Linked DNA regions of Mus musculus: region 1 is linked to region 2. The links are chromatin contacts, called in public targeted proximity ligation maps. All regions are on one chromosome and are shown on one strand. The core of a region is the stretch at or near the end of the contact, and the rest is flanking DNA. Distances in the headings are between cores, read along the strand shown.

Evidence for each region.
Region 1: a contact with region 2 is called in a targeted proximity ligation map of bone marrow-derived macrophages, with 5 times the contacts expected there. A contact is called at or near these places in 1 of 484 Hi-C or Micro-C datasets (nephron progenitors), 1 of 130 datasets of targeted methods (bone marrow-derived macrophages) and 1 of 9 other capture datasets (embryonic stem cells).

The regions. Positions count from the first base shown.
Region 1 is chr19:33,158,343-33,162,196 of GRCm38.p6, forward strand. It overlaps the pseudogene Rnls. Among named protein-coding and RNA genes, the nearest start is that of Mir3970, 3.2 kb to the left of the region's middle.
Region 2 is chr19:32,904,353-32,908,195 of GRCm38.p6, forward strand. No RefSeq gene overlaps it. Among named protein-coding and RNA genes, the nearest start is that of Gm36774, 24 kb to the right of the region's middle.

The DNA of each region.
Region 1 (3,854 bases), core at 514-3,013, 250 kb after region 2:
CCATGAGGGGATATAACACGGGCTCTGAGTCTAAAGTGAAGTGTACCAGTTTCTGTTTCACTGTTTAGTAGTTATGTCACTAGAGGCACAGTTTGCATCAGAAACCAGAACATCCTCATTTAAAGCAGAGACAGTATTTCCTTCTGGATATCAGGACTGATGTGAGCATCAGATGGGAACAGTCCATGAGGAATGTCTAAGATCAGAGTACAAATGCTAACCATGACTACTCTAGCTGACATCAAGGAAGAAAGAATTCGATGACAATTTGTCACCATTGGGGAAAAGCTAGAACTCAAAAACCACCAGCAGTTAGACAGGCTCGAAAAGGACTAGCTTTTATGTAGGGTGTGTTTGAATTCTAAGTTTGCTTCCTAGAACCATAATTGTCCTGGAGTTTTGCAATCCTTAACTCACCTTTGCAATGGATGAGAATCTAAGGTCTCTTAGAGCCAGAAAGGAGGGGGTCAGTTATAAATAGATCTCTGTGACTTACACCAAGTAAGGGACTAAAAATGGGGAAGGGAGGGGAAAAGAAATGGAGGGTGGAAGCAGGGAGGGAGGAGGGAGGAAGAAAAGAGAGAGAATAAGCATTAGACTATCATGATACAAAGAAGTCCAGCCACAGATGACAGCAAGGGAAGGGTGGAGTAAGGAACTGGAGAACTGAAATGGAGCCTCTGTTGTAGTCTTCTGACTGTGGCAGTAGGTCAGAGGGCATAGCAGTAGCCCTCTCCAGGGACAGGGACAGAATAGTTCCTGTGATCTTGTCCCATACTCTAGCAACATCCTACTTTTCTGTGAAACAGAATTACTGACTGTTCCTCAAGTGCACGCTTAACTCTGGAAAAGTTTGTGCAGTTGTTGGAACACTGCTACTCTCATGGCCTTTTCCTGTCTAAGTTCAACATCTTGCAATATTCCGCTAAAATTCTGTTTTAAGAAGCTGTTTCTTATGGTTTCTTCTGCAAGTTGTCTCTGTATTTTCAAATAGCACTTTGCATATCTTTTGTGTCATACTGTACTTCAATGTGACTCTATGCAGAGTGGTTATTCTTTCTGATTGACTATATGGAAACTTGCTGAAGGATGACAGTGCCTCAGAATCCATTACAGTGACTAACACACAGTTAGACCTCAACAGATGTTGAATGAAAACATGGATTTATATTACCAATTTTCAATGTAGTATAATTAGATGTTATTAACTGAACTTGTTAGTTGTATAGCATAACACTGATATTTAGTCTAAATAGATCACATAGACATCATTTTCAAGAAATATTGCTGGAATAGGACCTACTTCTAGTGTGTCCATACCCATGTAACAGCACCTACCATCCAGTATTAATTCTGGGTTCAGATTAATATGCATACATGTAATATATGACTTTTGTTCTCATTAGACATTTAAACATTTCCTATGAAGTATTACCATTTAAAGTAATTTAGTAATTTTGAGTAAGTGTGATAATGGCTAAGGGCAGGGTGAGTCCCAGCAGTGTTGGAGAAAAAAATGACTTCATTAAATGTACATGTGTTCAAACATTTAATAGTTCATATATTATGGAATTTTGTGAAAAGAGGAGATATTTAACTGTATAAAGTTAAATTAAACTGTGACTGTACATTCCTAAATTAAGGATGAGATTTCTCAGAATGATATTTTAACATGCTTCATCAAAGGAACTGAAGTGAGTGGCCAGCTACATGGAAGATGACTCAGTGGAATGTTTGAAAATGACACTTGCCAGCCTTCCTGTTGTTGCTAGATTGACTCATGCCCTAGTTGATATCGTCTAGTATGCAAAAAATTCTATGAACAGATGATGTATAAGCAAGAGTGGTTTGTACCCATAATTTTATGCCAGGCAATGTTGGTTCAGGGCACAGACATGTTAAATAATCAAACACCAAAAAGTGTACAGGCTAGTTTCGGAGAGTAGCAAAAATCAGGGGAAGTTTCAAGCTTAAAAAGTGACAAGGTGACTAAGACAGAGGTCTACTGCTGTCACATGTCCTATTCTGATGCTGTTCAACAGTTCCTTGTAGGTGTCTTAGTCAGGGTTTCTATTCCTATACAAACATCATGACCAAGAAGCAAGTTGGAGAGGAAAGGGTTTATTCAGCTTACACTTCCATACTGCTGTTCATCACCAAAGGAAGTCAGGACTGGAACTCAAGCAGGTCAGGAAGCAGGAACTGATGCAGAGGCCATGGAGGGATGTTACTTACTGGCTTGCTTCCCCTGGATTTCTTAGCTTGCTTTCTTATAGAACCCAAGACTGCCATTCCAGGGATGGCACGATCCACAGTGGACCCTCTCCCACCCTTGATCACTAATTGAGAAAATACCTTAGAGCTGGATCTCATGGAGGCATTTCCTTAAGGAAGGCTCCTTTCTCTGTGATAACTCCAGCTTGTGTCAAGTTGACACACAAAACAAGTCAGTACATAGGCCCTGGTTAAGTGTCAAAGCCCCTGACACCAAATCAGTTCTGAAACATCCCAGTTTGGAACTACTTATATATATGAAACGAGAAGAGAGAAATTCTCAAAAGAGAAGAGAATTAAATAAATGAAAGGAAGAGGGGTTTGCTGAGAGGTAATGAAGAAGCACTGGCAGTGGCTACAGCTCTATAGCCCTCTGTGGCACCTCTTCCTGTCCTTACCACCATGGTCAGTGATGATGGAGAAGTTGCTTTGTGCAGTGTCTGCACTGCGTGTTTCATGGATTTCTCAGTGTTCATTTTTCATAACTCTATGGGGTAAGTTTTCCTATTGTTTTGCCTCAATGAAGACGCTGATGCTAAAAGTTGCAATCTCTTTGACCAATGTCATTCTGACTTCAGAGTTTTAAGACCATAACTGTAACACATTATTATAAATGTAGAAATCATAAAGCACAAGTGAAGAAGAAAAGCCACAATACACGTGATAAGATAATGAAGAGAATGTGATTTTATTATGGAGATAAACATGTAGTAAACATGTAGTATGATAAATAAAATTAACATTTATAGTTTAAAGCACTTATGCTAGAAAGCTACATATTTACAGCTGTGATGTGAGCTAGCCAGTGTCTTTCAGGGGTGATAGATTTAAATTGCTTTCAGAACTAGCTTATGAGTAACCTTAAACAAAGCTATAGATTTTATTTAAAAATTATTAAAATTATAAAGTTCTCAATCTACTTCATTAAAATGATCAAATGGCTTTTTTAAAGTATCAAATGAAATGTCTAATTTCAGAGATTCAATCCAACAGATGATAACGTGAATATGTGACATGCTTGGAACATGTAATAGATTGGATCTTAAATGTCCTCCAAAGAGCCATGTGTTAAAAGGATTGAGCCTCAGAATGGTCTTGCTCGGAGGTGGCAGACACTTTAAGATATTAGGTTATGAGGTGACCAGAGATGTGCTGTTGGAGAGGACTTTGAGTCCCCAGCACACCCCCCTTCCTCTGTACTCTCTGGGATTAAGTGGTTTGTTCTGACACATGCTCTTGCCAGGACATGATGCTCACCCTGAATCTAAAACAGTAAAACTAATCTGTCTTGCACCGGACTCTCAACAGCTGTAAAAGATAATCTTTTCTCCTTGTAAGTTGATTCTGTGTGGAATCTTGTTCTAGACATGAAAAGCTGATATAAAGAAAGGCCCAGTCTATTTGAAAAGTGGATGTGGCTTGTCTAGGCAACTCACTACTCTGAAGGGAAAAAACCAAACCAAACCAAACCAAAAAAAAAAAAAAAAAAAAAAAAACAGTCCTTAAAGATGACACCACCTTGCATCTTAACTTACTAAAAAGAAGAAATTACCTCACTGAAGATGATATTCTCCAGATAC
Region 2 (3,843 bases), core at 404-2,903:
TCGTTCACCTCTCGACTCCCAACACCAACACACTGAGCACACACAGCTCACCCCCATGGGTGAATCAGCATGGGTGAATGGGAGAAAATGCATCTTGGGAGGAGACACCTTGACATCTTTGGTCCCCTATGCTTTCCTGATGTGTCTCTCCTTCCCTGAAGACTGTAATGGCTTCATATGAAGACTTATTGGTTATTTAGAGAAGTGGAACTCAGGAGTCTGCTCCACCCCACAGGAGGGGGAAAAAAAAATCAAAGGAACTCATTACTAACTGAATTGCTGCTGTTTATCAGAGCGGTTAATTTAAAGCTAGGTGTCTAAAAATAAGACAAAGACAACATGAATGACTAAGTCAGTAACGGTGGCTGTGGCTTGAGACCGGCTGAGTCATTGCATTCTCTGTTTCTTTGAGAGGATAGTCTCCCCTTTCCACCACAGTGGCTCACGGCACACCCACTATTATCTGCAGATGCTTCTGAAATGATTATTGACAACACGGCTGCTCATGGCTCGACCAACAGAACCCTTTTGCAAACATCGTCAGCATCAAGTTTGAGGCTCTGTGCCTTTATTTCCGGGAAGGATCTCCCATATTGAATTATGACAGTGAGAGATATTAGTAAAGGCAAGAAGGGATAGTTCAGCATGAAACATAGAGCCAGACCTCTTAACCGATTTGATTGTGAACTGAACCCCCAAAGCAAAAGTGTTAAGAATTCCTGGGGGTTTGGAGATTCTGGGAAGGTCCTAGGTATTCATTTCTTTCTTTAATCCCTAAGCATTGACAGATGGCTTCTTAGGCCTACTGCTGAACCAGGCTGATTCAGAAGAGCGGGGAGGGAGACTTAACTGGGCTTCTCGCAGTTAAGGAAAAGACACCCCATACTTTCTCTGGCTGTGAGACTATAACAGAGAAAAAAGTAGGAAACCAATCCAGCTGCCTGCCCTTGGTTTTCACCAGGCACTTATTGGGGTTGGCTAGTGAGTGCTTTCTCCTTCCTCTCCCCGTGACAAGTGAGACCTGGCTGGGCTTAGTCCTGATTCCCTTTGGCTGCCAATCACCCAGCAGCTGCGATGCGGAGGTCATTCTTCCCTTTTCCAGGATTTCTGACAGAAGTGGAGCAGGACTTTTCTAGAGAACAGGATCACGCCAAGACCCAACTCTTCAGGTCAGGGCAGAGTCTGAAATTCCAGGTGGAATAAAGCTTTGGCCAACCACCACAGTCACCAAAATGACAGTTTACCTTAAGCAAATGCTGTCCTGTAGCAGGCCCTGGATAGGCGGGGCACCTCATCTGAGGTCCTCAGACAGCTTCATGAGCTGGGTTTTATAGTCTCCTTTTACTAACGAAGAAACTGAAGTTCCTAACATTGATTTTCTTCTAGGAGGAGGGTTACTGAGCATGCAAGGCATGGTGTGAGCAATGCTGGATACAATGGGAAACGAGATAAACACAGTCCTTCCTGTAGGCAGCTGGCATTCAGCTACTAATTGTGGCAGCGTCAAGACTGGAACCTTGGTTGGCTCGACTCTAAAGATTACTTAAATTCTATGTACAATTTCTTATAATCTAAGATACCTCCCGGGGGCATGCTGGAAAGTCAGCCTGCCCAGAGCAAACACTGAGTAGATAAGATATGAACTAGGTTGACCTTGTAATGTTAGACTGTTGTGAATGGTAAACTCACACGGCCGGGCACCCGGTCTATCTTTTGCCACACTCTCAACTATCTCTGAATAAGTCTGTGCCGGACAATAGAGAACTAGCAGTCACATTCTGGCTTTCCCTTTACCTGAGAATGGCTTCCCCAGCCTGGCTGCTAAAGCACAGTGTGGTAGGACAGAGGAAGTCTCTGTGCCTTTACATGTAATGGCTTTAATTCTTCTTCTTCTTTTTTTTCTTCTTCTCAATTTTCACACGCCCCTGCACTTCCTGCTCTTTCCTTTGCCTGGAAGCGGAAGTACTGAAGAGACAAACTGTTCTTATGGTTTTTAGACTCTGGCTGAAACCAGAAAGGCTCGGGTTTCAGAAAAGCAACCCTTTCTGGGTTCTTTGTCTAGGAGACAGGGCTGGATGCCGAGAACTTTGAGTTTCTACTCCTTTGGCTTGTCTGGACTCAGCAAGGCCAATTAAAAAATTGATCTTACCTGCAGCTTCATTGTTTAACACCAGACACCTCACTGACTTTCATTTCCCGTTTGTAACTGAATGGATGGGTCATTAACGGAGAGGCAGTAATGAGATTCAGTTCTTGATTATAGCTTGATCATACACTGATTTGCTCACTCGACAAATATTTATCAAACAACCTAATATATCCTTCATAAAGAACCCTTATGAACATTCCTAAAGAGACAGCACCTTGTAGGGGAAAAAAAATTAAGTATGCTTCATGATAGAAGAGGAAATTGCTCTGGTGTTTTGGGTGGGGGAGACAACCACTATTTCAATAGGATTGTTAGGAAGATCTGAAGGTGCTGAGGGAGGAAGCAAGCTATTGGATGCAAGGGAAGAGGGTTTTAGGTGGGGAAAAAAAAAACCAAATGCAAGTGTCCCGAGCCTTGAACCCCTAGCGTGCATAGAACAGCAGGGCAGCTAGTAGACTTGGAACACAGTCAGCAAGGGTCAGAGAGGAAGGAGACAGGCAGAGGGGAAATGGGGTCAGCTGTGCCCTGAAGACTTGAGAACAGAGGAAGTCTTTCAGGCTGTTTTGGGAGCGAGCTGGGGAGCCTCTGGAAGGTTTTGAGCTGAGAAGGAATATGCCCTGGTAGTTACTAACTGCATTGGCTATTTTTGCAGAAACAGAAGGGACCTCCAACTGACCTGCCTACACACGAGGAGCAAGGGACAATGGATGGATGCGAGATATGTTGGTGTCTCCTTCCCCTCCATGGCAAGGTATTGCTCTCATCTCAGTTGAGGCAGAGGGGCCTCTTCCAGTGTTAGTGACTGTCAGCCCAACCCGCAGCCTGAGGAGGACGTAGCAGGCATAGTTGTGGAAAGCTTGTACAGCGATCCTTCCCCAGGTTCAAGGAAAACATCTGTCCTTGGCCTTTCCCAGGGTCAGAAGCTGCTTGCCTCTCTCATCTTTAAAGCCAGCAGTATTTCTCTCACCCTTCCTCCTTTCGTCAGTTTCTCTCTGACACCGCCGGAAAGGAGTCTCTACTCTTAAGGGATTCTTGTGGTCAAGTTGGGCCCACCCAGATGATCTGGAATAAACTTGTCATCTCAAACCTCCTCGGCTGCATCAGGGAACATATTCACAGATTCTGGAAACTGCGTGCACGTTTTGAGGGATTATTATGCCTCACAGAGTTCTTAAGCACTTAATTATTATTACATTTGAGTATCATGACAACCTAAGGAGCAAAACAGTATTCTAATGTTTGTCTGAAGGTGGAATAGTTCGTGTAGAGCAAGGAAGTTGGGAAAACCTAGGGCACTTAAAGTCAACCAGCTTATTAAAAAGAATCAATTCAATGAATTAACTGTGTTGAGTTTTCAGAAAGTCTGGGTGTGGGAAGAGGTTAGGGAATGGACAGGCGTAGAACACAGCACTTCATCTGGGTGCGTCAAGGTCTTTCAATAGTTTTTTGAGGATTTTCAAACCATCAATATACCTTGACTCATGCTAGCCTTGACCATGAGCCTTCCGTAGGGTGAGTTTATCAGTTGCTCATCTTCAGACCTTTGAGTCCCAGCAAAGAGGCTTCCCTGTCATGGAGCTTAAGGAAATACTTCTATCAGGAGCTGAATTTCTCCATACTTCACGCCTTACTTCAAGAGCTTTAAAACATCTTTGGAGTTTTTGTGGTATTTGTTGCAGCAATTATGGGTTTGG